2 separate regions of the Sus scrofa genome follow, and region 1 is linked to region 2. A link is a contact called in public HiChIP or PLAC-seq data. All regions are on one chromosome and are shown on one strand. The core of a region is the stretch at or near the end of the contact, and the rest is flanking DNA. Distances in the headings are between cores, read along the strand shown. Region 1 overlaps PLXDC2 (plexin domain-containing protein 2). Region 2 has its middle 6.5 kb from the start of SKIDA1.

Region 1 (3,449 bases), core at 109-2,608, 1.3 Mb after region 2:
AAATGCAAGTTGTTGAGAACATGAAAGATGCTAAATGAAATCAATGGAAACTTCAGCAAGTTAGTCACGTTCAAGACCTTCTGGGTACAAATTAATGACTTAACAAAGAATATGATGTGTATAATATTAAGAAATCTTTTAGAATCTTTTTTTGAAAAAAATGTTTAAAAGGCTGCCCAGTAATTTGTAAATAGAAGTCTTATAAGTATCTAGTCTCAGCTTGCATCTTTAGCTTGGAAATACTTGGAAGGCTATTGATGCAAATTTCATGGTTCAATCTCTAATTCCTATTTCATTCATTGTTTATCCATATATATTTTCAAACAATGGAATTCTCTCCATAGAAACAAATGAACCACCTTCAACATTTTAACAGATAATTTAATATTCTGGATTATAAATTGCTAAAATATCCCTTTCTCTGTGCTTCCTGGCTTTAAGTGACTTAATCATTCCTAAACCATCATTTGTAAATGAATTCTCAGTTTCCCAAATGCACATTACAAATTCCTTTACCCTGAAGTCACTCAATCTCTGGTTTGTTTTATACATTTCAATCATGGATATTTAAATCCAATACATCATGTTCAATTATGATTTAGAAATTCTTCCCAAAGAAAGATGTAGAAACAAAATGCAAACAAAACTCTTAGCCTGAGTGATAAATCTGAACAAATATAGTACCACCATACAAGGAGAACACTTAACAAGATTCCTTTATTCTACAAATTTTCAGAGGGCTTCATACTTGGAGCTAGTGATGTAGAGGTGATTAGTCACATGGGGCCTCGCTTTGGTGGCTCACAGTCAAGTGCAGGCATGACTTCTCACTCTTGAGGTGAAGTGATATGATCAGGATGCCCAGAGTGCACTTGCGGAGGCACTCGTCTACAGACTTGGAGCTGGCAGAGAAACACTGAGAAATGGTTCAGGCATGCTGAAACTCAAGATGAAGCTGAGACCTGCAGGACACGTAGCCAAGAAGAGAACGAAAGGGTGCTCCAAGAAGAGGGAAGGCCATGTGCAGCTTCATGAGGACAGAGTGTGTGGGAAACTTGGGAGAGTGGAGGGAGGAAGTGATGGATTTGAACCTAGAGGTAAAAGGATCAGGTTATTGAGGGGTTTGGCCTCTGGTGGCCAAGACTTAGGCACATAGGAAGGCATTTTCAACAGAGAGGTAATGCAGTCAGATTTACACTCCAGAAAGCTCTTTCAGGCTGTGGAATAAAGGCTGGAGTCCAGCAGGATGTTGTTGGAGGGAAGGTGGAAAGCTACTGAAATGAACTAGGCCAGAAAGGATGGTGCCTGCTGGAGCCAGGATAAAGGAACTGCGGATAGGGAGGGAAAGGCAGTCTCAAGTCAAACATCACTGCTTGCTTTTAGGGTAATCAGCTTCTCATTGGTTGTGCCTATTTTACAAACCGCTCTTCTAAAAACAGCTTGACAAAACTGAGATTGCACAAATCTGGCTTCCTGCATAAAGCTGTTTTGCAATGTCCAGACAATGAGACTATCATCTGCAGGATGACTTTGAATCATGCTTGTTTTTAAAAAATCTGAAATGAACAACAGATGTTAAAAAGATAATGAAGGCTAAATAACAAAGAAATAAAACAGCCTGCCCGGCTTGTCCATTCACTCCTGATTAAAAAATATCCAGATCAGTATGCATGAGCTCAGAGCAATGGCCAGTCATAAACTGTGCTGAGATGGAGGTGAAATTAGGTTTTGCAAATCAAGCAAGTTATAAACCTCTAATTTATAAAAGCCTACAGTTTAAATAAAATCATAAAACTATTACCTCTAACTGGTAACAAGCTGTAAAGTATACTCTCTTTCGATGTAAATCTGCCATGGAATTGATTATTAGTTAGCTAAACAGCAATCATTAAGGAGAATCCTAAATCTACACGATGTTACAATTCTCATCAGAGAGGATTCTTAAGAAGCAGCAAACTTGAAGTCTTGCTTGGAACTGCTATGCTGGTCCAGAAGATAAGTTACTCAAATGACACTGTAAAAATGTCATTTTCATGTATTCTTTGCCTGGTGACCACCTCTCATACATAGTAGTTCCTAAGAAGTTAGGAATTCACTTTTTTTTTTTCCTTAATTGAGTTGTTCATTTTAATTAACCTATGGTTTCTCCTTGTTATTTCCTAAGAAACAATTAGATGTATAGTTAGTCTCATGGTGTGATCAAGAAAACAGCCCTAGCCCTCAATCTAAGGACATTGGTTCAACTAAAAAAGGTCACTCGCCTAATAACGGCTATTAACAATCTGCTACAAAGCGCAGTGGTACTTGTTCTGGCTTTTAGCTGTTGTGGAAAAAAACCTAACATTGTCTCCAAGGTGTTTCGAAATGGAAATCTTTACCAAATGACCCTGAGATGTAATGTGACTTCAATCAAAAGTTCAACAGTTTCTAGTGAAACCTGAAAAGTTTATTGTAAGATAGATATGGAAAAGCTAAGAGCCTTCTAGAAGAGCAAAGACACTTCTGGAGATCAAGAACAGGGGGACAGCTTTGTCCATCAGACACAGATGAAAGTAATTACGACAATGTAATAGCCGCAGAGGGATAATTATCAAGGCCCCACTTGCCTTTATCTTTGAAGTTTTTATCTTGGAAGATCTACTTGGGCTTATCCCAGATTTTATCTCTTAGAGCAGAACATTCACACGGCCGATAACCCATGGAGTCTACCTCTAAAACAGAAGTCCCACATATGAACACAGAGAGATGTGTGCAAGGATATACACAGCATGAGTGTTCCAAACACCACAGCTGGGCGAGGGAAGTTAAGAGGTGCAAACTTCCAGTTACCAAATAAATGAGTCAGTGTGGGGAATATAGTCAATAATTATGTAACAGGGCGGGGAATTGAGTCAATAATAGCATAACGTCTTTGCAGGGTGACAAAGGTGATTAAAAGGTACAAACTTCCAGAATAAGATAAATAAGTACTAAGGATGTAATATATGACATGGTACATATACGGCTGTATGTTATATATGAAAATTCTTAAGAAAGTAAGTCTTGCATTATTTTATTTATTTTTTTGGTCTTTTTGTCTTTCAGGGCTGCTCCTGTGGCATATGGAGGTTCCCAGGCTAGAGGTCCAATCAGAACTGTAGCTGCCAGCCTACACCACAGCAACTCAGGATCTGAGCCACATCTGCGACCTCCACCACAGTTCAGTTCACGGCAACACCGGATCCTTAACTCACTGAGCAAGGCCAGGGATTGAACCCGTGTCCTCATGGCTGCTAGTCGGGTTTGCTAACTGCTGACCCACAAAGGGAACTCCAAGTCTTGCATTCTTTTCACAGGGAAAAAAAGTTTTTGCCTTTCATTTTGTATCTGTATGAGATGATGGATGTTCACTAAACTTTTTGTGGTAAACATTTCATGTTGTAAGTCAGTCAGATCATTATGCTGTACAG
Region 2 (3,406 bases), core at 166-2,665:
ACCAGCCTTTTAAAATCAGACTCCTTGTATACAACAAAGAGCTGAATAATAACAAATAGAGACAGCGAAATGTGCTTTTCCGAACTCCTTTGAATCCCGACATTCATTTACGAATCTATACATTTAAAGAGATTTAAAATAGGTTACGATCGGCTCTAACTTTCCAGATCCAGAAAAAAATTTGCCCGCATTTGTCTCTATCTAGTCATCACTTTACAAACATCTATCTATGCTGCTTTCCCTCTTCTTTTCACGTGGAAGTCGCAGGCTTGCCCAGCTTCCTCCAATTTAGCAGCACGTTGTGAAGCCTCCTTCCTACGCGGTCTGGAGTTGGGAACCACTCGCGATCGGACACACTGATCATAAAACTTGCGGCGCCGACCAGACCCGGCCCGAGCGATGGAGTTCGGGGAGGCGGGGTGGGGGCCGAGCCCGCCCGCTGGACCCCTCCCTCGGGAAGGACGCGCTCGGCGAACAGCGGCGCGCGGGCCGAACAATGGGGGCGGCCGGGCGAACGCGGCCGGGATCCCGCTTCCTCTGTGGCGCCGGCCGCGCGCTCGGCCCCCGCCCACCACGGCCCTCCCCGCCCGCGGTTTCGCGCTAGCACTGCCCGCCGCTGCCTTCCTCCCAAGCTCCGCGGCTCGCGGCCCGGCCGGAACCGGCGCTCGCCCCGCCGCCGCCGCCGCGCGTCTCCTTCCTATCCCCGGCTGGCCTTCCTTCCTCCGGCTGCGACACCGAGGCTCTTCCTTCGGCGACTCCAGCTTTCGCTGCGGCCGCTTTCCCGCTATTTCCTTAACATATTTTCTGAATTTCTCCTTTATTTTCAGAAGTGATTGAGATGTCTCACTTCCACCTTACTTTTGATTTGCTCTTTCCCTCTGGAAAAGATTCCCCCAGGAAAGCCAAACTCTAGAAGGAAATACAGCAAATCCAGTGAAATCTTCAACTTTAAGTACATCTTGTATTCTTTTAATTTTAATGCGTTTATGTCGTCTAACCTGGCAAAAGAACTCTCCCCTCAGTTTTTATTTCCTCCTTTTAAATACTGTTATTTTCAACTTTCCATCAAATGCATTTTGACGAGGGCTGAGAATGTGTCCGGCAGCACGCAGCAAATCAGAGGTTTTATCTTACGCCTCCTGGGACGGTAAAAAAGTGGAACGCGGACGAGGGAGCTTCTAGGGAGGAAAAGCAACACAACTCGCTGAAGACGAAGCCGGGCCAGGCGGGGGGAGGCGCAGCGGGGGTGTCGAGGGCCCTCGGGCTCCGGGCAGGGGAGCTGGTCTGGGGAAGAGAGGAGGTTTTAAATAGCGGGGGCCGGGAGGGCGGTGGGCCCGCGCATGACAGTACTTTATGAGAAAGGATGGGGCAGCGGATGAGATTACTTTGCCTTCTCATCCCCCAAGAAAAAACTAAAGTTGGAGGGAGGCGGAGAGAACAGCCATCATTATTTCCTCCCCACGTTTCCGCGGAAGGGCCGGGGCTGCTGCGGGCAAGGAGAGGGCGCGGGTCGAGGCGGACCAATAGCAGTCAACAGGTCCAGGCCGCGGCCGGGCAACGGGGCCGGGCCGCCCGGCACCCCCCCCCCTCGTCTCCCCTTTCCCCCCTTTCCCCTCCCCTCCCCCGCAGGCCCGGCCCGGCAGGGGAGGCCGGCTCTGCACTCCCCGCCCCACTCGCCCCGACTGCGGCCTCCTCGGCCGGGACTCTCGGGGTGGGGGTGGGGCGGGGGTTCCCTGCCGGAGAATCCTCCCCCGGGGCTGGCGGCAGGGGGAGGGGATGGAAATCGGGGAATGGAGGATTAAGAAGGACTCGAGCTCGGCACGAGCGCGGCCCGCGCGAGGGATCCTGGGTAAAAAGTGGCCGCGCGGCACTGGGAGAGCGCGGAGAGGAGCCGGGGTCAGAGGTCAGGGCCCTGGAGCCCTGCGTGCGGAGCCCCCCACGTGAACGCTGCGAGCTGGAGGAACCTTTTTGTTTTCCACCGCGCCAGCATGCTCCCCTATTGACCGAGCTGCTTTTCCCGGGCCGCTGGAGAGAGAAGCTCCATCCCGGATCTCCAACCCCACCCCCCTTCCACCGCCAACACACAACCCAACTCTACCCTTCCTCTCAACTCACTTCCCAGCCCCCCGTACCGGGCTTGCAATAACGCAGTAAATTTGCTTTAACAACAAGTGGGGGTGGTTGCATTTACTCCTCCCTCTCCTCTCTCCTCCCCCTCCTCTAGCTGCGGCTCTTGACACTACTACAAACCAGGACTATAAACATAAACATGTGTCACTGTAACTGGGCAGGTAATATACGGATTTGGGAGTGGGGTGGAGGGGGGGCTTGGTCGCCGCTTGGGGGGCAGTTAAAATGTGTTTCACGTGCTCGCCGGCTTTGGGGGCTCCCCCACACACACCGATCCATTTATATAATGCCGATGGCACTCGGTCACTTACTCATTCAGCCACACAGACCCACAAAGGCGGACTTGCCGATAACCACCGTACCCAAAAGCAAATACATTTAAATACGCCTCTCCTTTCCCAGCCACCACTGCCATTTCTTCTTTTAGCAAGCAGTAGCGTCAATACTTGAATCCCCTTTCCTTTTAAAAAATTCTAGTCCACATTTAGCAATAGAGAACATTTTTCGAACTAAACAGGACGCCGCTCTCTTCCCATAGACAGTAACCTACACATTTTGTGCACAGAAATCCTTTCAAAAAGCAAGTCAGGCTATTTAAAAGTAAGGCTATTTAAATGACTGAGTTCGAAATCTGTAATGTAAAGCCTCTTTCTTGGGCTTTCCCTTCCTGCATTTAGCAACTTCTGCTCTAAGTTGCTGCGGCTGGAGCTGGAGATTCGCCACAGCCAGCCTTATTATTATTATTATTATTTAGTCTATATTTACTATATTTATTGCCGCCCATCTTTTTTCTCTTTCAGCAAGCCTAGCAACAACTGTTTACGGTAGAGTAAAGCGAATCCCCTCGCAAGCTTTTTGGCTTGAAACGGAGGGAGATTCAGAAAATGTTCAGATGGAGAAGTGGTTCCCTTTGTTCTTTCATTGTTTCTCTACGAACTGGTGGATACAAGGACAAACACTTACCTTCTCTTCTTTTTGCTCCCCAAACCAGACGTTCCCATCAGCCTTAAAATACACAATCCACCTTGAAAGTAACTACGAATGTCGGGAGAGTTTGTATTCCATTCTTTTTCGCTCTCTGCCCTCTTTTAGCGTAGGATTAAGTTGCCGAGCACGTTGCTGCAAGCTGTAGCCCCCCGCCTTAGTGAATCGGTCACGTTTAGGACCCTCTAAGTCCATCCTAATTCTGCCAGTAGAATTGAGGGTATTGGAGCTCTAAACTTTCAAAAAGAAAGGGGCCTGCAACTGTCCAGAAAACTTACGTATCCCTTGAAAT

What was found. HiChIP or PLAC-seq counts read pairs in DNA pulled down with a chosen protein or histone mark.
Region 1: an H3K27ac HiChIP or PLAC-seq map of alveolar macrophages shows a contact between it and region 2. The contact joins two enhancer-like sites. A contact is called at or near these places in 1 of 47 Hi-C or Micro-C datasets (embryonic fibroblasts) and 1 of 2 datasets of contacts at active chromatin or transcription factors (alveolar macrophages).

Annotation. Positions count from the first base shown.
Region 1 is chr10:54,663,418-54,666,866 of Sscrofa11.1, forward strand. The region is part of intron 2 of PLXDC2 (plexin domain-containing protein 2); the gene reads right to left. Among named protein-coding and RNA genes, the nearest start is that of PLXDC2, 12 kb to the right of the region's middle. Within about 2 kb of position 1,359, at least 9 of the 83 cell types and tissues checked have an H3K27ac peak or open chromatin away from gene starts, as enhancers often do. A contact at or near this core is called in alveolar macrophages, where this site is marked.
Region 2 is chr10:53,321,891-53,325,296 of Sscrofa11.1, forward strand. No RefSeq gene overlaps it. Among named protein-coding and RNA genes, the nearest start is that of SKIDA1, 6.5 kb to the right of the region's middle. Within about 2 kb of position 1,416, at least 76 of the 83 cell types and tissues checked have an H3K27ac peak or open chromatin away from gene starts, as enhancers often do. A contact at or near this core is called in alveolar macrophages, where this site is marked.